7 separate regions of the Mus musculus genome follow, and regions 2, 3, 4, 5, 6 and 7 are each linked to region 1. Evidence: chromatin contacts called from public HiCAR-type, Micro-C and promoter capture Hi-C data. All regions are on one chromosome and are shown on one strand. The core of a region is the stretch at or near the end of the contact, and the rest is flanking DNA. Distances in the headings are between cores, read along the strand shown. Region 1 holds the start of Coa6 (cytochrome c oxidase assembly factor 6). Region 2 holds the start of Nrp1 (neuropilin 1). Region 3 holds the start of Arv1 (ARV1 homolog, fatty acid homeostasis modulator). Region 4 holds the start of Gnpat (glyceronephosphate O-acyltransferase). Region 5 holds the start of Exoc8 (exocyst complex component 8). Region 6 holds the start of Egln1 (egl-9 family hypoxia-inducible factor 1). Region 7 holds the start of Tsnax (translin-associated factor X).

Region 1 (3,286 bases), core at 448-2,947:
CTAAGCCTGTCACAACACTGCTTCCTCTGAAGCCTCATCCCTCCCCTTAAGTCCCTTTGGTTTGATGGCCTCTGTCCCTCTGTTGTATTTGACATGGTATTCATAAATCTGTTCAGTCTGTCTGTCAATCTTGAACTAACTGCACTAGAATGGGTGTTGCATAAAGGATATAAGATTAAAAAGCATATGATATCCCTCACATTTTGTGGCAAATTATTGTAACATCTGTCAGGATCAATGCCCCAAGAGACAATTACATTTAAAGGTAATTTAGGCATTCCATCCCAACTTAAATGGGGTGGGACAAGCCATACCTTCTACAGGACTGATTGATCAGAACGGGAGTGACTACGGAGAGGTTTGATTGCTGCCAGGTCTGTCTTTAGCTCTCTCTACTCTTAAGCTCTCTTAATCCCTTGCCCTCTTCTGTGACTGACATAACACCCTGGTGACAGGTGAAACCTTCTGTAATGTTTTAACAGACCACTGGCTTCCACCAACCAGAAGGCTTCCTTTGCTGTAACAAACTTACCTTTTGTTTCCACCGTTTGTTCTGTTCCATAAGACTGCATAAAACTTCTGCCAAATGGTATCTGGGGAAAACCTCATACTCTGTTCCTGAGCCAGTCACTCATATTTGGCTACAAAACAGACTAGCCCTTGAAGCGAGAGCAGTATTTTGGTGTTGACAACAGCTTGTCCAGAACTCAGCACCTCTTAGGGTGTTTCTCCTCCCGAACCTGTGGGTGCACCAGCCACCCTGAGCTGTGGTTCTCTTGTCCCTGCATAGCACATGCCCACATCTTTCTCATAGGACCGCTGTAGAGCAGAGTACACGTACACTTCAGGATCTTAGTTCGAATCCTCCACTACAGAGGCTGCTTCATCCTGGAGAAATGTTTCTCCTCTGATGCATGACTCCCGCGGCATAAATCTGGATGCAAGACCTCCCAAGGCTGAATTTAAAATCCCAGCGAATGAATCCAAGTGTCTCTCTCAGAACACATTCCCATGATCCTCCATCTCCTCCCCACCCTCTCATGCACGAGTGTCTTTGGACACACCTCTCAGTCTTTATAGGAGTCGACAGAGGCTGGGACAAGGCGAAGAGAGGGAAGAACTAATACTGAGTGAGCCAGACTGCTTAATATGACCAGGCTCTAGGGGAGGAGCTGTGAGAAAGGCTATGGACGCCTGCAGAAGTCACAGCGCTGTACCACCAGGTCCCTTCTCCAGAGTCTGGTAGCGCTGTCATTTTCTCCAGTAATACCAACTAACTGGTGACTTCCAACGCGTGACCTTGCTCCTCAAAACCCACCCTAAGGTGAGGGTGCGCGCAGGGATGTGTTGCACCCCGCGGGACTTACCCACTGCTGGGGGCAGCTGGCCTCGAACGAGCTCCTCAGCTTCTGGCACCGGGCCGCGTCCTCCGCGTTGTCGTCCAGGCAGCGCCAGTACAGGTCGCGCGCACCCCAGCATGCCTGCCTTTCCTTCATGGAAGGGGCTGCCATTCCTGCCTGCAGTGGTCACGCGGGAAGCCACGCAACATGCGACCGGGGCTCAGCCTACGTGGGAGAGCGGTGTGGACTGTGGTTCCCGCACGGCGGTGTCGCCCCGCAGGTCCACCGACTGCACAGGGAAACTCACTGCGAAAGTACCCGCCGCCGATTGACCTGCCCCGGCCTCCGTTTGCAAATAGAAGGGCGGGACTTCCGGCCGAGTCCGTTTCTCCGGCGGATAATTTCCGGCACCAGGGGCGTGGCCTATGGGCGGAAACTAATATCTGATTGGTACCGCCCTCTGTAGCTGCGGCTGCCCTGATTGGCTGAAGAGGGACCCGGAATTGGCGGAGGCGGCCGAGCCGGCACCAAGCTCCGTTCTCAGAGTGTGGTGAGAAGGGGATAGCTCGCCGGAGAGCGCCGACTCTGGGTGAGGGTGAAGCTGAGGTTGGCCATGCTAGAGGTTCCCTGTGCCTTTTATCAATGTCAGGTTATAAAAAGGTATCCGGGCGTGGTGGCACACGCCTTTAATCCCAGCACTTGCGGGGCAGAGGCAGGCAGATTTCTGAGTTCGAGGCCAGCCTGGTCTACAAAGTGAGTTCCAGGACAGCCAGGGCTACACAGAGAAACCCTGTCTCGTATATTTATCTCATTTTATCGATATGGCTGCAATTATGACTGTGCATAATGGTACATCAAGAGCAGACATGAATGAAATGGGAAATAAAAGCAGTGATGTTCGCAGCCAGCCACAGCTGTCTGTATATCTCTTCCCGACCGTCATAATCAAGAATTCATTGGAAACTGAAATAACAGTAGCAATTTCAGTAGTGAAGTTTAGCTCTGTAGATGACAAGAAAGTGAGGCTCTTATAAACAAATGAAGTTTAGCAAAGTGTACAGTTTCTAGAGAGATGGTGCTAGTAGAAATTTAAATTTGCACTGAAAATCCTTCTACAGACAAATTCCAGATAGTTCCTCCAGGAGGTTCCTCTCGACTTTTACTAATTAAATTCTACCTGTATTCTTGCTACTGTTAACTTGTACTAGTTACAGAACCTCCCCAACTCTGAAATAACAAACTCCTTGGAACTCATTGATTTATAAGAGAGAGGAAGAGGAGGGAGAGGGATAAAATGGTGTGATAATGCTTTATATGTCTCACTTAACTAAGAGGGTTTGCTGTAGAAGGATTAATGTACATGATTATGGGAGCCATCCAAGACTTTGTTGAAGGTGTTAGACATTATGCATTGTATGTTCCCCAGTGTCTTGCCAATATATTAAAAAAAAAAAAAAGTCCTATTCAAAACTCTGGTGGACCTGTATGAGAAAATATGATTTAGGGGTTGAAAATTAATTTTTAAAAATTTATTATTTTGTATGCATGGGGGTACTACATGCATGCAGCCTTGAAAAGGTTTTTTTTTAGCCCCACTCATCTACACAAACCCAAACAGCATCATGAAATGGACAGAAAAGACAAGTTGCAGTGCAGGCATTCACTATACCTACAAACCGTAAGACATAGAAACCCTTTCCTTCTCTAAAGGTGCACAAGACAGATGCAACACTGCTGAGAAAATGAGCAGTCTATGCAGATACTGAATCCTCATTGGTTACCACAGCAGTATATGCAAATACTGACGTCCTCATTGGTTAGCACAGCAATCTATGGAGATACTGACAGACATCCTCACTGGTAACCACAGCAATATATGCAGATGCTGACTTCCTCATTGGTAATCATAGCAATATATGCAGATACTGATATTCTCACTGGTAACC
Region 2 (3,286 bases), core at 303-2,802, 1.9 Mb before region 1:
GGGGAGATCTATAGTTGAAATCACAAAACCTGGGGAAAGCACATTAAGGAGATTAACTTCTATCATAAAGGAGTGATTTAAATTCTTCCTGGTAGAGCCCTCCGCTCAGCTCTTATTAAAACAATATACTACAATAAGTGGTAGATGCACTTTTCTCCTAATTACTTTGATTGAAATCTGAGCCAGACAAAGTAAACATTTAGCTATTAGTTAATAATAATGATGAAGATCTACTGTTCCGATCAGCCCTTGCCTAGCCTTCAGCACCTTTCCAGGGGACGTGGAACACATTTGTACCAGATCCCATTTTAAACACACTCTTTATGTTCCAAGGCACTGTTTATACCCAGGACTGCCTTTCATTTACTTAACAGTGAGTGGTTTTAAAAGCCAACTGGAAGCTGCAACAGGGTTACGAATTCTCAGACACGCTGGTACCTCACACTGAATAGATCCAAAGCCTTTATTGACAGTGCGACTTTCATTCATACTTCAGACTGATCACAGACGGTTTACAAAGGCAGCGGAGAGTTCCAGCGCCAAGACTGACCGCTATCTCTCTGTGTCGCCCACCAGAGGAAACCGAGCAGGGGTGTTTTGAGGAGAACCAGGAAGTCCTCCCGGTGAAGTGTTCATTAACTCTCAGCAGCCATCAGATTTTTGAAAGGGAGTCTCATTTAATTGCCTCTGGGAGGAAACATTATTAAGATAATTGGTGTGCTGATCTGGGAAGGTAGGCAGCTCTGTCTCGAAACAGAGGCAGGAGAAGCCAGCAACCAACTGGAGCAGGGGGCCGAGGGTTTGTGGTCCTCCTGCCCCAGACGCCCTGACTTCTCCGTTCCTTGCGCAGGCAAGTTTCCTGCGCCCGGCAGCCGTGCGCGCGTCCCGTGGCTGGGGCTGGAAGTCCCGTGGCTGGGGCTGGAACCCCTTCGCCCGAGGGGACTCGGCAGCCCCGGGCACTCTGGTTGCTCCCGTCTCCGGCTGTCACTTACCGCTGCGGAAAGCGCCCGCCAGGGCGAGGGCAAGGGCGAGCGTGGCGCACAGCAACGGCAGCCCCCTCTCCATCCTCCTTCGCCAAGCCAGTCCCCAGGCAGCCGCAGGAGAACACGATTGCGCGGACGAAAAACCAGCAAACGATAATCTTAACAATCCGAAACGCTCTTAAGTCCGCCTAAGAACCAGAAAATCCTCAGCGGGTCTTGGCGGGGAAGGCTAGCGGCGAGGCAATGCCTGAATTCGCGAGAAGCGCTTTTCTTTTTGTGTCTCAAGTCGCCTGCATCCTGTCATTTAGCTCCGATTTCCTCTCCCTTTTCCCACACTTGTTCCTCTTCCAGGAGCCACTGCCCGGGCCATGTCTCAGGAAGAAGAAGAAGGAGGAAAAAAAAGAGGGGAGGAGTTGCGAGGAGGAGGGGAGAGGGCGGGCGACACACCAAAGCCAATTTCTAGAGGGAAAGAAAAAAAAAATCCCGCTTGATTCTGGACGGGTTGGAGCCGAGGAGCTGGCGCCCAGAGGAGGTCCGGGTTGTCTGCGGGAAGGAGAGAGAGCAATGAAAAGATGAGCGGGAGAGCAAGGACTTTCTCCACTGGCACCCGCCTCTCTCTCCGACCTCCCCCTCCCTCCCAGAGCCCTTCCCTCCCTTCCTCCCGCCCCCTCCCCGCACAGCTCTGCCAGTGATTGCCTGGCTGGAGATTCAGAGACACAAGTTTCTCTCCGCGTGCTTTCCCGGTTGGTCCTCTGGGCTCCCCCCTCCACCCCACCTCCGGGTACCCTGCTGTGCTCTCCGCGGGAAGAAGGTCACTAGGGAGCAGGTTGTCTGCGCCCAGAGCGCAAGGTCACGTATGTGTGTCAGAAGGGGCAGTACAAGTGGTACCAGCCCCAGTGGCAGGCTAGTCTACCTTGACGAGATCTCTGCACCCCAGAACTGAACTAGGCTGCTCGTGTAGGCGAGGATCCTGGAGTCAAGGAGTTCCGAGAGACCGGGGTTAGCTGCTACTTCACGGAACTCCTAATCCCTAGGTACCGGCGCCCCCGGAGGCGTGGATCGCGCTGTCAGTCCCCGCTTTCACTTCCTGGGTGTCAGCCTGAGGTTTGGGGCAGGAAGCAGTCGGGCGCTCCAGGACGCTCCGAGTAGGACTTAGACTAAAAGAAGAACGCCTTGGTTGTTCTGCGAGACACGCTGTTGATCTTAGAGAACTGTGACCCAGTCTGCCACGTAAAGCATAGGCAGACTTTCTTAGAGCACGGACCCTGGCTGCAGCGGAACAAGGTCTCCTCGCCGTGCATAAAGGCGAGGATGGGTACCTGATACCCCCATCCCCACCCCTGACGCTTCAGGCTGCATTGTTCCCCGAGATTTGGTCCCCTCTTCTTTGGGGTTACATGAGCTCGGAGGATGGATGGTGGCGCGCCTTTCAGCTAGGGGGCAGCCGCCAACAGTCGCAGACCAGCCACGTAGAACTCCAAGAATCTGAATCAGGGGTCGAGGGACCCATTTCTGTGCACACCGAGGGAAGGATAAGACTGGCAACGACCCCTTGTGAGGGTGACAGGATGATCTTTGCAAGGGTCTCCTAGTGCCAGGTTTAGATTACAGGCAATTGTGTCTACTGATCCTCCAGCCTCATACGCCACCCACTTACGAGGTGCGTCCCTGGTGTCTGCCCAGTGCCTCCCCTCCCCCATGTAGTCCGGTTCCATCCTCGAGGGCTTTCCGAGAACTGCAGCAGGTGGCTTTGGTTTATGAATAGCAAGGACACCCAGGGACATAAACTGGTTGAGGCTTCTGATCAAGTACATATACCGGGCTCAATGACCTCCGAAGGAGCTGGTGGGTAAGGTGAAAAGGTCATACGCCTTCTGGGAAGTGGCATTTATAGACATACTGCCACCACAGAGACTGACTCCTACCTGGTACAAGGGGTTGCAAAGATTTGGGAATGCTGGCAAGGAGACTCTGGTCAAAGGTTTTGGCTGAAAAACTAGGGTCATTCAGGGAGAAAGATCGCTCAGGACACTGGTGCCCTAGGCCAGGACTCTGCGTTGGATGTCTGGGCTGGGCGCTGAATTGAGGCTTGTCCGTTGTGCGGATCTCCCTCCTGGGCTCCCGCGCAGGACCCACTGGCTCCAGAGTCCAGCCTTCTTTCCGGCCCTGGTTACCAGCCCCGCCTCCAACGCAGCCTCTCCCTCCCTGCCCCACCGCAGCGCCAACCCTGCGTGCAGAGAGCCAGCCCCGGAGCGCCCCCGGTTAGTCGCCCCTAGCTTCCTCTTTGGTTCTCCGACCCTTTG
Region 3 (3,286 bases), core at 378-2,877, 1.7 Mb after region 1:
GTTCCAGGACAGCCAGGGCTACACAGAGAAACCCTATCTCGAAAAACTTAAAAAAAAAAAAAAAAAAGTCAATCTCTCTGTCAAAATGGAGGCATAGAGGCTAACATTTTTTCAATTACCTGTGAGTTAAGAGCAAGCACTCTTAGATGTCGAGCCCAGGACGGAGGCTCTTCCCAGATCCCCTTTTTCTGCACAGATGTGGAGGTTATATCTCTTCCCCCAAGCCCAGAGATGCACCATTAGTGCCAAGAGAAACTGTTAAAATGGCAAGTCCCTCTCTGTCTTTTAAAAGCTAGCTAAATCCCACTTCTGGACAGTATCCCAAATGTCAGGACAAGGAGGCAGACAAATTTGGAAGCAGGAGGGGAAAGACCAGCATCAGGAAACACAAAACTCCTCCTATTCCTTCGGTATCACTTATCAGCCAGATGTTCGTGCTGTAGATGCGACAGGACAAGAGCTCTCCTTCCCCAGAACTTCATGGGCTCCAAGAAGCTAATCACCTGGAGCCACTCACAATCCTCTAACCTCAGGGACCTGACAGTTTAGAAGGCTAAGACAGCATGCCATCTTGCCATCTGAAGACTGTTACAATGAGAGGCAGTGACCTCTACCCAAAGAACCTCCTTCTACTACCCTGTGTCCATCCATCCTCACATAGGGAGCACGCTGACTTCCTCCATCAGTGGACCTGATGAATCAGTGAGTCCTTTCCCACCAGAACTCTCTCCACTGCTTCCTCCTGCCTTCACTTAAGAGTATAAAGAGGAAACACACAGAGAGACATTCATTCTCTCCCTCCCTCTCTTTCTGTTCTGGACCTCCTGCCTCCATCTCCCAATTGCAGGGATTACAGGCGTGGTGCTGGAGCCGGAATCTAAGGCTGCCCTACATGGCGAGCAACATCCCCGGCCGTGGTAAATGCTTTCCATTTCGGTTAAATTGTTGTATTATTTACTATTAAATTGACAAGTACCCCGATAAGACACAGTTTTCTTCTAAGAACTCTCTACAGTACCAGACCTCAAATACTGCTTCCATCTCCTCAGGATCAACAAGAGAATGACACGCTTCCTGCTACAATTCCTATTTCCTTAGTGAATCACATCTCTCTCCATCACTCGTTTATTCGCTTGAGACACACACTCTCTCTCTCTCTCTCTCTCTCTCTCTCTCGCGGCAATCGAGGCTGGAGTCCAACTCGTGATTCTCCTCCTGCCTGGCATGCGAGTGGAGTGCTGGAGTCATAGAAATGCGCCACCACTCCTGGGTGCCACAAGTCTTAGAACATCTATGGCCTAGGCAGTCTTCAAGCACATCCTTGCTTTCTCTTTCACACCATCACAAGGACCACTCCTCCCCCACGTGCTCAAGCTCCCAGGCCTCGCCCCGGACCACAGCAAGTTCGGATCCGCCTTCCTAGCCGCGCCCCGCCCCCCGGCGCGCTCACGCAGATGGTTATCTTGAGCACGCCGTGGCTGTAGTCCCGGTACAGCTCCTGAGCCTCTCGGTTGCACTCGATACAACGATACAGGCAAGAGGAAGAAGTCGCCGCTGCGCCTTCCGTGCCTTTCCCGGACCGCGTCCCCCTACGCCCGCCGGTCCCCATGGCCACTCTAGGGCTCCTGCTTCCGGCCGCTGGCGGAAGACGCCTGGACTGGCCTTGGGAGGGGCACCCAAGGGCTTACTGGGACTTGTAGTCCAAGCGCTGAATGAGTGCTTGAGGCTAACAGGGCGAGGACTACAACTCCCAGCGGGTACTGCGGCTGCGCGCCGCGCCCACCTGCCCGCGGCGGGCAGAGCAGGGCCGCGCCTGCGCCGTGCGGGAAGATGGCACCTGCCGGCTGCGGCTGCGGCTGCTCGGGCAGCTTGGGTGCTGCGGTGGTGCGGCCGCTGCTCCTGCTGCTGGGGGCGCTGGCCTGCGCGCGGGCCACCGAGCACTACTCTCCGCTGTCCTTGCTGAAGCAGGAGCTTCAGCACCGGCAGCAGCAGGAGGCCCCGGCGGGCGGCGGCTGTCCGCAGTCGGGGGACTGGGCGGACCAGTACCCGGAGTGCGGTGAGTGGGCCGAGCCGCCCTCTCCCTGGGCCGCCCCTGCCCAGCGTGGAAGCATCTGGGAAGTGGGGGCACCGGGGATGGGCTCAGGTGGGCGGCGGGGATAAGGACCTGCCTGGAGGGTGCCTGCTGGCGTGCACGGGCCAGGAAGTCAGACTTCTTTCTGCTTGCTCCGGTAGGTGATTTGCCCGATCCCCACCTCAGGAATCCAATCTTGAGAGGTGCAAGCAGGTTGGATTTGCGGGGTGACATGAGCACTGACCCGTGCTCCTCAGATGTACCCCCAACGGTAGAGAGAGAGCTTCAGGCCTGATTCCTGCGTGCATTCCAGCTGCTCAGGCTCATTCATTGGTCAGGCTCTGGGCAAAATGCACATGCTCTTTCTGTTTTGAGTTGTACAGTGGGCGTTTTTACCCATCAGTACCCTCTCCACTCTCCCTTCCCCTCAGTGGGTGTCCCTCCGACTTGCCGTGGGGAAGGTCTGGGTCTTCTATACCTAGTAGCAGCTGGCTGATAATGCCTTTTAAAACATCCCACCAATGTTCAGCACCATATGCCTACCCAAACACTACCTAGTTTCTTAGCTGAGATGCAGTCTCAAGATTAGTGCAATCTGACTTCCTTTGAGCACCATCTGACTTCTTGGAATGGCTTTTGGACTTATTTTGTGTCTTGGCTTTGCCTCCCAACACTGTTGCAGCTGATGTGGCCAGCATTCCTTAGTGAATCGAATGACCATTGTTAATGTCACCTCCTGATTCAGGGCAGGGGGTTACCTGTCTGTGAACTTGTCTGTAAATAGGAGACTCCGTTTACTTGACTATGAGGTTTTGTTTTTGAGAAAGGGTCTCTCTGAGCCCAGGCTGGCCTTGAACTTGCATTTACCACGATCCTTCTCTACAAACCCTCCAAGTTGGGCTTACAAGTGTGAGCTTCCATGCTCAACTTTACAGACAGATTTTGTCTTAACCACCAAAGGCTCTTAGTAGGAAATGCCTCTCTTCTGTTTGTCCCAATCCTGGACGATTACATGGAAGTTGGACTCTGTGACGCTTACCTCAGGCACCTGTCCTAGACTGTGGGGACAAATTCAGGACAGGCAAGTAAGCGTGTCATAGCCGAGGGGCTATTCTCATCAGTATTTACAGCCCCCATACCACCAACACAATGGTCTGCTCTAGATATCCAGAACCTCTCAGGTCTCACAAATCAGACAGGTCTGACCTCACCACG
Region 4 (3,286 bases), core at 501-3,000, 1.6 Mb after region 1:
TAACAGGCTAAAGATGGTGAAGTCAATGACAGAGGTTCCAGCCATAGGCTTTAAGGCTACAGTTCAGATTAATCATAAATCTAAATTTTTTTATGGAACTTAAGAAGTTTGCCCACATTCCAAAAGTAGTTGTGCTAACCAAACCAAACCAAAAGCTGGGCAGTGGTAGTGTATGCCTTTAATCCCAGTACTTTGGAGGCAGAGGCAGAGGCAGGGGCAGGCGATTTCCGAGTTCGAGGCCAGCCTGGTCTACAGAGTGAGTTCCAGGACAGCCAGGGCTACACAGAGAAACCCTGTCTCAAAAAACCAAAAAGAAAAAAAAAAAAAAGAAAGAAAGAAAAGGAAAGGAAAGGAAAGGAAAGGAAAGGAAAGAAAAGAAAATGGTGTTAACTACTGGCATAGCATGGAAATACCCTTTGAAAGGCACTTTTGTCAAGAGTGGTGGTGTAGACTATAATCCTAGCTCTCTGGAGGTGAGGGCATGAGGAATGCAAGATCCAGAAAGCCTGGGGCTTCACAGCTAGTGCCAAAGCCAGAGAACAAACCAAGAAAATCTTGTTTCAAAAATAATTAATTAAGATTTTTTTTAACTCTCCCCCGAGGATGGAGAGATGGCACAAGGGTTAAGGGTCATTCCTTCAGCAACCACATTGGGGCAGCTCACAATCTGTAACTCAATTCCCAGAGCTGGCCTCTGATGCACCAGACACCTCGTGGTGCACATACACACATGCAGGTACACTCATACACATAAAAATAAGCAAATTCTCACCCCACCCCACCCGTAATTGTGCAAACCCACGGAGTGAAAGCACACGAAGTCTCCACCTTGATAATTGCTCGTGAATATTGTAAGTGACCAACACTCTGTTGGAAACCAAACGGGGCAAACCACCAGTTAAAACTAGAAGAGGAAGGAAGTGGGGGGCGGAAGGGGGTAGTGTAGAAGGTAAGTTGGACAGAAAACAGTGGCAATGGGTATCCTACTCAGAAACTTGTGCAAACATAACGAATAGAAGACAGTAATTTCCTGAGGTTCCAAGTAAGAGTTAAAAAAAAAAACTCTACGCGCATATTGTAGCCGAATATTTTTCTCTCTCAGGAATACTTAAGGTAGAGGGCTGGGGAGAAGGCGGGAGGTGGAGACCCAAAAGTCTTCTCGGGCTAGGTCAGGACTAAGATTACTACTCAACAGGCAGAACTCTAATGCTCCCCTCATGTTGTGTGCGGGGGCTCCCGGCCTGACGGGGAGAAGGGACAGAGGGACCGCCATCGATACAAACTTGTAAAAGCAGACGCGTTAACCGAGGCGCAGACACATGGTTGCCGTGGATACCAAGCCACGTACCCAACTGGGTTAGGACCCGCTCTTTAAGACAAGCAAGGGTCGTGGGCTGGGGACATAGGGATCGGGGAGGGACTGTCCTTCCCGCGACGTTGCCCTGGGCCTTGGTCCTCCCAGGCGCCTACCGCATAGAGGAGCACACTGCTAGGGCTGGCCGAGCCGACCGAGAATCGGGAGCTGGAGGAGCTAGGAACGTCCATGGCGCGGCTGCCGTCCCTGGCGGGGCCTGGGCTGGTCTGCTACACGGCTGTAGTGCAGCCGCTGGGGGCGGTTCTTTCGCACGGGGCGGCTCCCGTCTGCCCAGGACAGTGGCACTCCGTACGGCCACTGCACGGGACCCCGGGCACCGCCATCTTAACCAGGCCCGAGGCCGCGCAGGGACCGTGACGCACGCGCAGAAGCCGCGCCGGAAGCGGAAGTGGTGGGCACTGGGCGGGATCTGGGGGGGTCTCCGTGCTGATTCCCATGGCGGCGGAGCACGATTCGGACTCCGTTGAGCCTCCTGGTTCGGAGGCACTCCTGGACGCCGTTCTGCGGACCCTCTACGACCTGGGTGAGCGTAGCTCCTGGGAGGAGGCGGCCAAAGACAGTGAAACGCATCCCGAGGCGGCGGGACCACGGCCCACGTGGTCTCCTGGAGCCATGTCCGCAAGCGCTACCCTCTCCGGGACCTTCTCCCCCACTTGTTGGCCGACCTTTTGCTCTCCTTCTCACTGTGCAGGAAAATAAAATCAGAGATGGTTACTAAAGGCAGGCCACTCGCAGAAGGACAGGCACTGGCAGGCAGAAGAGCTCACGTTGATTGCCTGACTTTTAGAACCAGACACGTAACAAACGCTGTATTGTTTTTATTTTGGAGCGGTTGCTCAAAATTCCAAGCTCACTTACACGATTAAAAAGCAAAAGCAAGCTGAGAACTTGGAAGAACGTACCAGGTGTACATGTACATGCATTTTTGTGTGTTTCCCTCATTAACTGTCAGAGCAACCCATATATGTACACACATCTTCATAAAGGTCCTCCTTAAGAGCTCGAGTCTCAAGGTCTAGGGCCTGATGTCACATTCTGCGCTGTGTTAGGTTCTTTGTGTCCACCGACAACACTTGGCCTCCGACTTTCACAAGTTTGTTTGTTTGGGTTTTTTTTTTTTTTTTCTTTTTGGTTTTTCAAGACAGGGTTTCTCTGTGTAGCCCTGGCTGTCCTGGAACTCACTCTGTAGACCAGGCTGGCCTCGAACTCAGAAATCCGCCTGCCTCTGTCTCCCAAGTGCTGGGATTAAAGTCGTGCGCCGCCGCCACCACCACCACCTGGCTGACTTTCACAAGTTTTAAGACTAATTTTTAAAATCCTAGATACAGTTGATATTCACACATGCAGGAATTCATTACGGTAGTTACTTCCCAGCTACCTGGACTTTACCTATTCATTTTTATATCTATACTGGCAGAGTTACATTGGCCACAAGTACACAGCTAGTATTCAGAAAGCTCCTGGGCCCATACTGTAGGTCAGTACTGAGGCTTAGACGCCTGATTGAAATTTCAGATCACTGTTGAGAGTCTGAGCAGAAGAAACAAACTGAAGATGAGAAATAGAGTAGAAAGTAAAGGTATTCAAATTAAAGCAATTAAAGTTTAGCTGGATTCCCTTTAAATCCAAAACCGAAGGAAAACAAGAAGAACCCGGACATGTACCTGTAACCCTGCAGTGTGGTAAAAAGACATGCTAGTATAGAGGCAAATGCTTTTAACATGGTCCTGGGAACTATGACGTTGATGGCACCGGGTGTGAGGACTAGCGTAATTGTATTACTAAGGGTCAGAGGTGTATGCAGCTATCTGGGAAGGAAGGCAGGATTTTGATTTCTGAAAGTGTTGCCTGTGTTTGTGGTTTCCGGTTACTTTATTTATTTATGTATGTGCGGGTGTGTGTCAACCCCGC
Region 5 (3,286 bases), core at 558-3,057, 1.5 Mb after region 1:
GAATGGTGGTGCACAGCTGTAAACCCTTGGGTAGAGGCAAGAGGATCTTGTGGTTGAAGCCAGTATGGGCTGCTATCAAGAACCCATCTCTAGCCGGGTGGTGGTGGCACACGCCCTTAATCCCAGCACTTGGGAGGCAGAGGCAGGCGGATTTCTGAGTTCGAGGCCAGCCCAGTCTACAGAGTGAGTTCCAGGACAGCCAGGACTACACAGAGAAACCCTGTCTCGAAAAACAAACAAACAAACAAACAAAGAACCCATCTCTTAAAAATAAATAAATAAATAAATAAATCCTGCAAATCAACTTGTTGAGAATCAGGCTTATGCAAAGAATACCTCTACAAGGTCCTTTCTTGGTCTCAGTTTTAACAGGGGCTCACTGAGACGGATGGAGCACATGCCTCCTCTCCCTTCATAGGTGCAGATCCCAGCACACCTGGAAAACAGTCACAACAATGGATTAGGGTCAACGAATACAGAGGAGACAGAACAAAAAGCAAACCTTAGTCTGGCATGGTGGTGCAGGCCTTTAATCCCAGCACGTGGAAGGCAGATGCAGGAGGATCTCCGAGTTCCAGGCCAGCCTGGTCTACAGAGTATGTTCCAGGACAGCCACAGATACATAGTGAGGCCCTCTCCCCTCTCCCCACAAAAAAGGGGGTGGGGGTGGGCAGCAAATCCCTAACAGTTCTTGGGCAAGAACTGTTTCACAAGAAAACGTCCCTGATGGGAGGATGGCTTTCCTGAGTGGGTCACTTGGCTTCAGAGAGTTAACACTTGCTAACCCTCACCCACTGTCACCCTCTCCCCTCCGCACAGGCATACATGGGCACTTCTCCCAAAACAGTCACAGGGCTGGTATGAGGTTAGAAGTACACTACGTCTTAGCCTGCTTTACCTCAAGCTGCTATGTGACAGTGTATGTGCGGGGCAGATTACTATCTCGAATAGGATTTCTCAAACTCTGATAAGGGATCCGGCTGGTTCATCACTGAGGGACGTTGGGCCCGGGACTGGGGAGTGGGCACGTTTCCCGGCGACCTCTCCCTGCGCCGCGAGGCGGGGACACCAACGACAATTTAGCGGCCTGGCCCTTCCCGACGTTCCGAGCCGTTCGCGGACGCACTCACAGGGTCATGCGCACACTCCACTTCACCTCCACCGCCTCCAGCTGACCCCAGAAGAAGCGATCGTTAAACTGCAGGAAGAGCGCCTGCAGGTCTGGGGTGGGGTCCACCAGCTCCCAGGACGCGTCCACCAACGACACGGGCTCCCGCGCCGCCGCCGCGCGCCGCGCCATCTGCACGTCCCACTCCTCCTGCAGCCGCAACGCGACCACCAGATCCTCGTCCATCCCGCTACTCCCACCTCGGCCGCTCCCAAGACGCCGGTCGGGCTCGTGCGGCGCACGGATCTCGCGAGGCCTCCCGGCCCTGCTGTCAGGGCGCGCGGGCTAGCCTCGAACGCCTAACCGAAGGTGGCTCGGCGCTGCCCCGCGGGCACAGGCTTAGGAACGCTGGGCTCGGGCTGGGGACGGCTTTAGGCAGCCGGTTGTCTCCTGACAGCCGCTGAGGTCCGGCGACACACGTCAAGTCTGGTCCGTGCCGGACCCTCCTCTGACTTCCGTGCTGGCTCGTCCGCGCACGCGCCTTAAGACGCTGCCGTTTCCGCGCAGGCGCATTGTCCGCACTCCGCCCCGGGCGCAGGCGCAGTGCGAGCGGCTCGACTCTGGCACAGGCGCAATGCAGCGCTCGGCTCCGGCGCAGGCGTTTGGGTGTTGCTCCCGCCCCGCTTCCTCCGCTGCCTTCTCCACCGGGCTCGGGTGGGGCCCGGAGGCGGCGAGTAACAGCCACTGCGGGCCGCGGGAGCAAGACGAGTGGCAGCCATGTCGGACAGCGGGGCGAGCCGCCTGCGGAGGCAGCTGGAGTCGGGGGGCTTCGAGGCGCGGCTGTACGTGAAGCAACTGTCGCAGCAGTCGGACGGCGACCGCGACCTGCAGGAGCACCGGCAGCGGGTGCAGGCGCTGGCAGAGGAGACGGCACAGAACCTGAAGCGCAACGTCTACCAGAACTACCGGCAGTTCATCGAGACGGCGCGGGAGATCTCCTACCTGGAGAGCGAAATGTACCAGCTGAGCCACCTGCTGACTGAGCAGAAGAGCAGCCTGGAGAGCATCCCGCTGGCACTGCTGCCCGCCGCCGCCGCGGGCGCCTCTGCGGGTGAGGACACGGCCGGCGCGGGGCCGCGGGAGCGCGGGGCGGTCCAGGCGGGCTTCCTGCCCGGGCCGGCGGGCGTCCCTCGAGAGGGTTCCGGGACGGGCGAGGAGGGCAAGCAGCGAACGCTCACCACGCTGCTGGAGAAGGTGGAGGGCTGCAGGGACCTGTTGGAGACGCCAGGTCAGTACCTGGTGTACAACGGGGACCTGGTGGAATACGATGCGGACCACATGGCCCAGCTGCAGCGCGTGCACGGCTTCCTCATGAACGACTGTCTGCTGGTGGCCACCTGGCTGCCACAACGGCGAGGCATGTACCGCTACAACGCACTCTACCCGCTGGACCGCCTGGCGGTGGTCAACGTCAAAGACAATCCGCCCATGAAAGACATGTTCAAGCTTCTCATGTTCCCCGAGAGCCGAATCTTCCAGGCGGAAAATGCCAAGATCAAGCGCGAGTGGCTGGAAGTGCTGGAGGAAACCAAGAGGGCCCTCAGCGACAAGAGGAGGCGGGAGCAGGAGGAGGCAGCAGCCCCGCGTGCGCCACCACCGGTCACTTCCAAGGGCAGCAACCCGTTTGAGGACGAGGATGATGAAGAACTGGCCACCCCTGAGGCGGAGGAGGAAAAGGTTGACCTTTCCATGGAGTGGATCCAAGAGCTGCCGGAAGACTTGGATGTTTGTATTGCACAGAGGGACTTTGAGGGTGCCGTGGACTTGCTGGACAAATTAAATCACTACCTGGAAGATAAGCCCAGCCCACCTCCTGTGAAAGAGCTGAGGGCCAAAGTGGACGAACGAGTGCGACAGCTCACCGAGGTGCTTGTGTTTGAGCTCTCCCCGGATCGCTCTCTGAGAGGCGGCCCCAAGGCTACTCGGAGAGCCGTGTCTCAGCTGATCCGGCTGGGCCAGTGCACGAAGGCTTGCGAGCTGTTTCTGAGGAACAGGGCCGCAGCCGTGCACACTGCCATCCGCCAGCTCAGGATTGAGGGCGCCACGCTGCTCTACATTCACAAGCTGTGCCACGTCTTCTTTACCAGCCTCCTAGAGACCGCGAGAGAGTTTGAGACG
Region 6 (3,286 bases), core at 546-3,045, 1.5 Mb after region 1:
CTTACTTGTGTGGGGGGGGAGGTTGTGGGGGGAGGTTCCTGGGGATCAAGGTTAGGACTCTAGGCTTCCAGCAAAGAGCTAAATGAGCCACAGGCCCAGCCTGCTTCCTGCATTCAATGTATGCATTTCAGAAAAATATTTTCTTTGGTCCCGGGAAATGAACTGAGGGCTTTGCATACAGCAAGCAAGCACTGTACCCCTGAACTACACCCCCAGATCAAAATGGCTTTGTATTTTTGCACTGGGAAGGAGCTCATGTAGTCAGGGGTGGCCTCTGTGTAAGCAAAGATGAACTCAGTCTCCATCTCCCAAGAGCTGGCACTACAGACGTGTGCTACCACCATGTTCAGCTTCAAGATTATTCTCAAAGTGTATGCGTGTAAATGTTGTCGCTCTTACATTTCGGAGTTGTTTGCTTGCAACTTCATTCAAATGGCAGAGCTAACAATTCCCGTTTCTGTGTTCCCCCTGGCATCCAAACAGCAATTTTAAATTCTCGGCTGTCTGTCCCAATGGCTACACTCAAGTATACGACCGTGTGTGTACATTATGACAAATGTTTGCACCTAGGGAGGTCCTTCTGTTTTGGAGGCTGTATGACCATGTCGAACTCCGTAGCCCTGGCTGTCCCAGAACCCACCACATAGAGCAGGTTGGTCCTCAACCTGTACAGCTCTTGCTTCCCTCTCTGCAGCTCCAAATATACCCGTCATTCTCCTTGCCCCGGCCCCACTAGTTACTTACTACAAATCACACGTGGAACCGACAGTCTCTGGTTTGTTTCTCTGAGCTGTGTGTGCAAGTGCGTTTGATCCTGGAACTCACTTTGTAGCCCAGGCTGGCCCCAATCTCACAATGATCTTCCTGCCTCTGAGTGCCAGCATTAAAGCCGTTTACCACCGTGCCAAGCTCTATGAGGTTTGAAGGTTTCATAAAAACAAAGAAACAGCAACTAGTGTGTTCGTCTCAATTTACAACACTGAAATCAAACAAAATGCAGATAACTGAGTTGGCAAAGAGGGCTCACGCTAATCACCTTACCACTGACCAGAAGAGGTAGGAGAATCTACTTCCGAGGACTACCGGGCTGCGTCTCAAGACAACAAAGAAAGCCCGTAATAATCCTCATAATTCTGCAGACACTATTGGCAGATTCTAATGTGAGACTTTAACTCCCTGTGCAGCTTCGTTCACGGACTATGCTCTTGAGAGCTTCAGGCCTGAATGCGGATCTGGAACCGAGCCCTGATTACCTTACTTAACCCAGAGGTCTCGAACCGGAACCGGGAGAAATCTCAAGAGTTTAAGGACCGCAGAAAAGCAAAAACAAAGCAAAGCCAGAACCAGGCCCGGCGACTGCAGGAGCCGGTCCCGGAGCAGGCTGCCCGGGGGGCCTTTGTTGTGCCCTCCGCGGCCTCCGGGGAGCAGCAGACCGGGAGCGCGCAGCGGCCGTCCCGGAGCTTGGAGCGGCCCAGCGGCCGTCTGAGCTTCCGTTTCCTCCTCCGCGGGACCGAGGTGGCCGAGGCAGCCCCGGAGCGCTGCCGGCGGGCCCGGACAGGCAGGTGGAGCTGCGCGCGCGCAGGCCGGCGACGCGCGCCCCGGGCGGAGCCGCGAGGAGGAGGGGAGGGCGGAGGAAGCGGCGCGCCCGCCCGCTAGGCCCGGCCCGCCGCGTGCGCGCGGCCCCCGCCCTCTCCGCCCGCGCGCCGGGTCGCCGGGGCCGTGGTGTACGTGCAGCGCGCGCGGAGCGAGTGGCGCCCGCAGGCCCGCGCCCTGCCCGCCCGCCCCGACGCAGCCGGCTGGGCCCGCCCGCCCAGGGCGCTGTGCGCCGCGCAGGCCGCGCTCTCTCCGGCGCGATGCGGCGCTAGGCGGCCCCGGGCAAGGCAGGCGAGGCCAGGGCGCGCGCGGCCTCCCGCAGCGGGCGGCGGCCCCGGGCGGGCGCCCCGACGGCCCCGCCGCCGCCCCGCTCCCGGCCCGCGGCCCGCCCTGCCGCGGCCATGGCCAGTGACAGCGGCGGGCCCGGCGTGCTGAGCGCCAGCGAGCGCGACCGGCAGTACTGCGAGCTGTGCGGGAAGATGGAGAACCTGCTGCGCTGCGGCCGCTGCCGCAGCTCCTTCTACTGCTGCAAAGAGCACCAGCGCCAGGACTGGAAGAAGCACAAGCTGGTGTGCCAGGGCGGCGAGGCCCCCCGCGCGCAGCCCGCGCCGGCGCAGCCCCGCGTCGCGCCCCCGCCCGGTGGGGCCCCCGGAGCCGCGCGCGCCGGCGGGGCGGCCCGGCGCGGGGACAGCGCGGCGGCCTCGCGCGTACCGGGCCCGGAGGACGCGGCGCAGGCCCGGAGCGGCCCCGGCCCAGCAGAGCCCGGCTCCGAGGATCCTCCGCTTAGCCGGTCTCCGGGCCCCGAGCGCGCCAGCCTGTGCCCAGCGGGTGGCGGCCCCGGGGAGGCGCTGAGTCCCGGTGGAGGGCTGCGGCCCAACGGGCAGACCAAGCCGTTGCCCGCGTTGAAGCTGGCTCTGGAGTACATCGTGCCGTGCATGAACAAGCACGGCATCTGCGTGGTGGACGACTTCCTGGGCAGGGAGACCGGGCAGCAGATCGGCGATGAGGTGCGCGCCCTGCACGACACCGGCAAGTTCACGGACGGGCAGCTGGTCAGCCAGAAGAGTGACTCTTCCAAGGACATCCGGGGGGACCAGATCACCTGGATCGAGGGCAAAGAGCCCGGCTGCGAAACCATCGGCCTGCTCATGAGCAGCATGGACGACCTGATCCGCCACTGCAGCGGGAAGCTGGGCAACTACAGGATAAACGGCCGAACGAAAGTAAGTGGCTGGGGCTCTTGCGACCGGAGGAGGGTCTGTGAGGACCACCCCCCGCCCCCGCAGACCCGGGGCCCGGCGCTCTGTCTTAGCGTGGCTCCTTTTGTCCTTGTACTGTCTGCCACAGTGCACAGTGCAGAGCCTGCCGGAGCCCTGGTCACTCGTGGGGGTCGTTGGGGTACCAGCTACACCGGGTCTGGGTGATGCATCTTATCTTGCCTGTGTGCCTGAGCTAGTTAAAAGCCCCGCGGTTTTTAGCGCGCACCCGGCTCTGATTGAGAGCCAGACACTGTGTTTAGCTAGGACTCTGTCAGCTGCCCCCAGAAAGGTTCATTTAAAAGCCTGTGGTCGGAAAACTCCCTGTATTCAGGAAAAGCTTGGCGGCCTGCTCCCCTCCCCCGTGTAGCTTTATCTTGCTGGCTGTCCCTACCGTTTTGAAACCCACTACCAAACCAGGAAAGCGGTGTTTCCGT
Region 7 (3,286 bases), core at 438-2,937, 1.4 Mb after region 1:
ACCAGACAATACAGATGGGAAGTGAATGAAAGTAACCATCGTGTCCAAGGAGTCACTTGAGCTGGGTATCAAAGAGAACATGGTCCACTGGGCTGGTAATGAAAGCACTAAGTCAGAAACAAATCCAAGCTCAAAGAACTATCCACCTATGAGAGAAAGAAACAGGAAAACAGCAAATATGTGGGAAACGACCAGCTTGCTTCATTCAGTATTCAGCCATGTCAATTTTACCTGGTTTCCTCACACTCATGAAGACCACTGTAGGTGCTATGTTCTTTTAAAACTGTCCACATTAGCCGGGAAGAGGGAGGGGGGGGAGTGGCGCACGTCTTTAATCCCAACACTTGGGAGGCAGAGGCAGGTGGATTTCTGAGTTCGAGGTCAGCCTGGTCTACAGAGTGAGTTCTAGGACAGCCAGGGCTACACAGAGAAACCTTGTCTCGAAAAAAAAAACAAAAACAAAAAAGAAAAAAACACAAAAACAAAAACAAAACTGTCCACACATTAGCTGGGACCCTTCTCTTTACAAGGTGCAACCTAATTCTTTCTTCCTAAATATGAAGCAGTTTTTACTTTGCGTTACTTTTAGCAAATGCAAAGTGGCAAACATCTATATCCCAAAGCCCTTGACTATGGTGGCCTATATTAACATTAGTAAACAGTAAAAAGTCCCACATAAAAAGCATTAAATGTTAAATAATATGGAAATATCTGCCACATTCTTACCAACTGTTCTGTATGTAACATCATCTTCACACTTACCATTTACTAGCACATATATTTATATTTAGAGTGTGTTAGATTGGTTACTAGACTGGCAAGACTTATTTTGAGGTAGCACTCTGCATAGAACAGGAACTATTAGTGAATCTCGTACATACATGTACACTGGTATTCTTGTTCTATTAACTTGGTCAAGTTATCCTGATATCGGAATGTTTAGAATACAGATTTTTTTTTTTTCTGGGCAGACCTAGCACCAACACGAAACATTCAGGAAAACTAAGCCTTACATCGGCATGGACTAAAGGCTCCCTAACCGACCCCACACCCGAACACTACGGCGACACGATTGTTACGGTTATGGTTCTAATTCTCCTAATGGAAACTTACATTTGAAGGCCAGCATCACCGGCGAAGACAAACTGGCATCCTTCCCCTCTCTCCTTTGGTTATGTGGGAAGGTGTCATGCTTCCTCTTCCTGAACCCTCCTGGTCCTTAGGCAGAAAAGAAGAGATGGATGGAGCCCTTGCGATGCCGCGCTAGCACAGCCCAGGCTATCCCCTTCGTCCCCCGGTACCCACAGGGCTCGACCTCTCCAGCCACACACAGGTCCCCAAACTCGTGCACTGGTGCAGGGGTCGCACAAAACGCGGCTTGAGACCCCAGGCACCCGGCTGCGCTCTGGGTCGGTCCGCAGGGTCCCCTGGGGGCGTGCGATGGATGGCACGGTGACAGCCGAGCACAGGGGCCAGGCCCTGCCAGCCCCTCCCCTCCACGCGCCGGCCCCGCACCTTCTTTGCCGTTCATGGCCGCGGGGCCTCGGCTTGCACGCGCAGGGATCGCAGCCGCCGGGCCAGCTCAGCGAAAGGCCGTCGCGGGACGCCGCGCTGAGCCCGTGGGTGACAGCGCACACCACCCTGGTCGCAGTAGGCGGCCGCCGGAAGCGGATCCTTCACGCAGCCTCAGCCGGGAGCTGCGTCCGCCGCGGAGTCCCCTCGGCCGCACACACTTCCGGCCCGTGTCCCACACCGCCTGGGCGGGCATGCGGGCGGGCGCGCTCCTGCAGCAGCGCACGTTTCCGGCCGGGCTCCCGGCGCGCTCCCTGTGCTGCACATACTTCCGGTCTGTGTCCCGGCTTCTCCCACGTCCAAGTGCCTACCCGGCGCTCTCTCTCAGTCGCGCATGCTTCCGGTGTGCCAGGTTGTGGTGCAAGCCGTTGAGTGCCTACCTGAGCTGTGTAGTCCTGTCGCGGGCAGCGGCCTCCTGTCCCCTCGCCTCTCTGAGCAGCCTCCTGCGTCCATGCATGCCCTTGGCATGTGCTGGGTGCGTGGCACCTGGAAGTGTCGCAAGGTCTTCGAAGAGAAGCAGCTTTGGAATAGATGGAAAGTTTGGTCACATTGTCAAGCCCTAAGGCTGTTGTTTGAGCACATGCTACCTCACCTAGCTAGTACCATTCCTTTGAGGCTTCCAGCAGCCCATTAGAGACCATGCTCAATTAAGATTACTTATTGAACAAAGCCCAACATCTTGAGTCAAGTTCAGCCATGTGCATGTTACAGACATTTTAGTCACACAGTCTGTTCTTGTTAACTTAGGAACAGACACACTTATGGAAATGATATACGTAGAATTAGCCAGTGAAGTCAAGGCCACAACAGCATCACAGGAGGGTCTCCCAGCTCAAAAATCAGGCCATAAGCTGTCACCATTGAATCAGCAAAAAGCTAGATGGTTTGGGCAGAGTCCTGCATGAAAAGGCTGTGGGGGAACAACAATGGATGAATGTTGGACACATAACCATCTTGAATTTCTGTGACTTCTGAGCCCACATTCACCAGTTGTCTTAGCGTTTGTATTCCTGCACAAAACATGACCAATAAGTTGGGGAGGAAAGGGTTTATTCAGCTTATACTTCCACATCGTTATTCATGCCAAAGGAAATCAGGACAGGGACTCACACAGGAAGGAACTTGGAGGCAGGAGCTGATGTAGAGGCCATGGAGGGGTGTTTCTTACTGGCTTGCTTCCTCTGACTTGCTAAGCCTGCTTTCTTATAGAACCCAGGACCACTAGCCCAGGGATGGCACCACCCACAATGGGCTGGGCCCTCCCCCCTTGATCACTAGTTGAGAAAATGTCTTACAGCTGGATCTCATGGAGGCATTTCCTCAAGGGAGGCTCCTTTCTCTGTGATAACTCCAGCTTGTGTCAAGTTGACACACAAAACCAGTATTCCACTATTTTTGACGATGTGGGGCTACAGGGATTGCTCAGTAGGTGAAGTACTTGCCCTGCAGGCATACAGGACCCAAGTATCACCGAGAACCCATATAGAACATCACTGAGGAGATGGAGAGATACAGATCTTTGGGGCTTGCTGGCTAGCAGGTTAGAGGTTCTGAGCCAGTGAGAGACCCTGTCTCTAAAAACTGAGAGGTGAAGAACACCTGGGGAACGATATCTGCTATTACTCTCTCTCTCTCTCTCTCTCTCTCTCTCTCACACACACACACTCAATACATGCATGCATGAGACACATGCATGAGCAAAAACAACAACCAA

Evidence for each region. Promoter capture Hi-C pulls out the DNA fragments that hold promoters and counts their contacts. A called contact is a pair of places that touch in the nucleus more often than the background predicts. HiCAR-type assays count read pairs that join an accessible place to other places. Capture Hi-C pulls out chosen DNA fragments and counts their contacts.
Region 2: a contact with region 1 is called in a promoter capture Hi-C map of embryonic stem cells, with 4 times the contacts expected there. The contact joins the promoter of Nrp1 here to the promoter of Coa6 in region 1. A contact is called at or near these places in 1 of 39 promoter capture datasets (embryonic stem cells) and 1 of 115 datasets of contacts at active chromatin or transcription factors (astrocytes).
Region 3: a promoter capture Hi-C map of adipose tissue shows a contact between it and region 1, with 2.3 times the contacts expected there. The contact joins the promoter of Arv1 here to the promoter of Coa6 in region 1. A contact is called at or near these places in 1 of 39 promoter capture datasets (pre-B cells), 1 of 115 datasets of contacts at active chromatin or transcription factors (embryonic stem cells) and 1 of 9 other capture datasets (adipose tissue).
Region 4: a contact with region 1 is called in a HiCAR-type map of astrocytes, with 2.3 times the contacts expected there. The contact joins the promoter of Gnpat here to the promoter of Coa6 in region 1. A contact is called at or near these places in 2 of 39 promoter capture datasets (liver and pre-B cells) and 1 of 115 datasets of contacts at active chromatin or transcription factors (astrocytes).
Region 5: a contact with region 1 is called in a Micro-C map of the G1E-ER4 cell line, with 8 times the contacts expected there. The contact joins the promoter of Exoc8 here to the promoter of Coa6 in region 1. A contact is called at or near these places in 3 of 39 promoter capture datasets (embryonic stem cells, liver and pre-B cells) and 1 of 484 Hi-C or Micro-C datasets (the G1E-ER4 cell line).
Region 6: a contact with region 1 is called in a promoter capture Hi-C map of embryonic stem cells, with 2.4 times the contacts expected there. The contact joins the promoter of Egln1 here to the promoter of Coa6 in region 1. A contact is called at or near these places in 3 of 39 promoter capture datasets (embryonic stem cells, liver and pre-B cells) and 1 of 115 datasets of contacts at active chromatin or transcription factors (astrocytes).
Region 7: a promoter capture Hi-C map of liver shows a contact between it and region 1, with 4 times the contacts expected there. The contact joins the promoter of Tsnax here to the promoter of Coa6 in region 1. A contact is called at or near these places in 3 of 39 promoter capture datasets (embryonic stem cells, liver and pre-B cells).

Annotation. Positions count from the first base shown.
Region 1 is chr8:126,420,912-126,424,197 of GRCm38.p6, reverse strand. It overlaps Coa6 (cytochrome c oxidase assembly factor 6), which reads right to left and starts at 1,697. Exons shown (of 2, transcript NM_174987.4): 1 at 1,368-1,697. The coding sequence starts at 1,511. It overlaps Gm51604 (a long non-coding RNA gene), which reads left to right and starts at 1,828. Exons shown (of 2, transcript XR_003947620.1): 1 at 1,828-1,929.
Region 2 is chr8:128,357,339-128,360,624 of GRCm38.p6, reverse strand. Nrp1 (neuropilin 1) reads right to left here and starts at 1,552. Exons shown (of 17, transcript NM_008737.2): 1 at 993-1,552. The coding sequence starts at 1,065. A930035F09Rik (a long non-coding RNA gene) reads left to right here and starts at 2,388. Exons shown (of 3, transcript XR_879381.3): 1 at 2,388-3,244. It overlaps Mir1903 (microRNA 1903), which reads right to left and starts at 1,384; the gene lies at 1,305-1,384.
Region 3 is chr8:124,720,507-124,723,792 of GRCm38.p6, reverse strand. Arv1 (ARV1 homolog, fatty acid homeostasis modulator) reads right to left here and starts at 1,627. Exons shown (of 6, transcript NM_001368372.1): 1 at 1,451-1,627. The coding sequence starts at 1,609. Ttc13 (tetratricopeptide repeat domain 13) reads left to right here and starts at 1,821. Exons shown (of 23, transcript NM_001373939.1): 1 at 1,821-2,056. The coding sequence starts at 1,831.
Region 4 is chr8:124,861,497-124,864,782 of GRCm38.p6, reverse strand. Gnpat (glyceronephosphate O-acyltransferase) reads right to left here and starts at 1,750. Exons shown (of 16, transcript NM_010322.3): 1 at 1,471-1,750. The coding sequence starts at 1,545. It overlaps 2810004N23Rik (RIKEN cDNA 2810004N23 gene), which reads left to right and starts at 1,754. Exons shown (of 7, transcript NM_025615.2): 1 at 1,754-1,898. The coding sequence starts at 1,811.
Region 5 is chr8:124,896,226-124,899,511 of GRCm38.p6, reverse strand. Exoc8 (exocyst complex component 8) reads left to right here and starts at 1,807. Exons shown (of 1, transcript NM_198103.2): 1 at 1,807-3,286. The coding sequence starts at 1,886. Sprtn (SprT-like N-terminal domain) reads right to left here and starts at 1,618. Exons shown (of 5, transcript NM_001111141.2): 1 at 1,131-1,618; 2 at 337-436. The coding sequence starts at 1,354.
Region 6 is chr8:124,947,763-124,951,048 of GRCm38.p6, reverse strand. Egln1 (egl-9 family hypoxia-inducible factor 1) reads left to right here and starts at 1,795. Exons shown (of 5, transcript NM_053207.2): 1 at 1,795-2,816. The coding sequence starts at 1,995. Gm46060 (a long non-coding RNA gene) reads left to right here and starts at 2,824. Exons shown (of 2, transcript XR_001778719.2): 1 at 2,824-3,286.
Region 7 is chr8:125,011,442-125,014,727 of GRCm38.p6, reverse strand. It overlaps Tsnax (translin-associated factor X), which reads right to left and starts at 1,687. Exons shown (of 6, transcript NM_016909.3): 1 at 1,516-1,687; 2 at 1,114-1,218. The coding sequence starts at 1,531.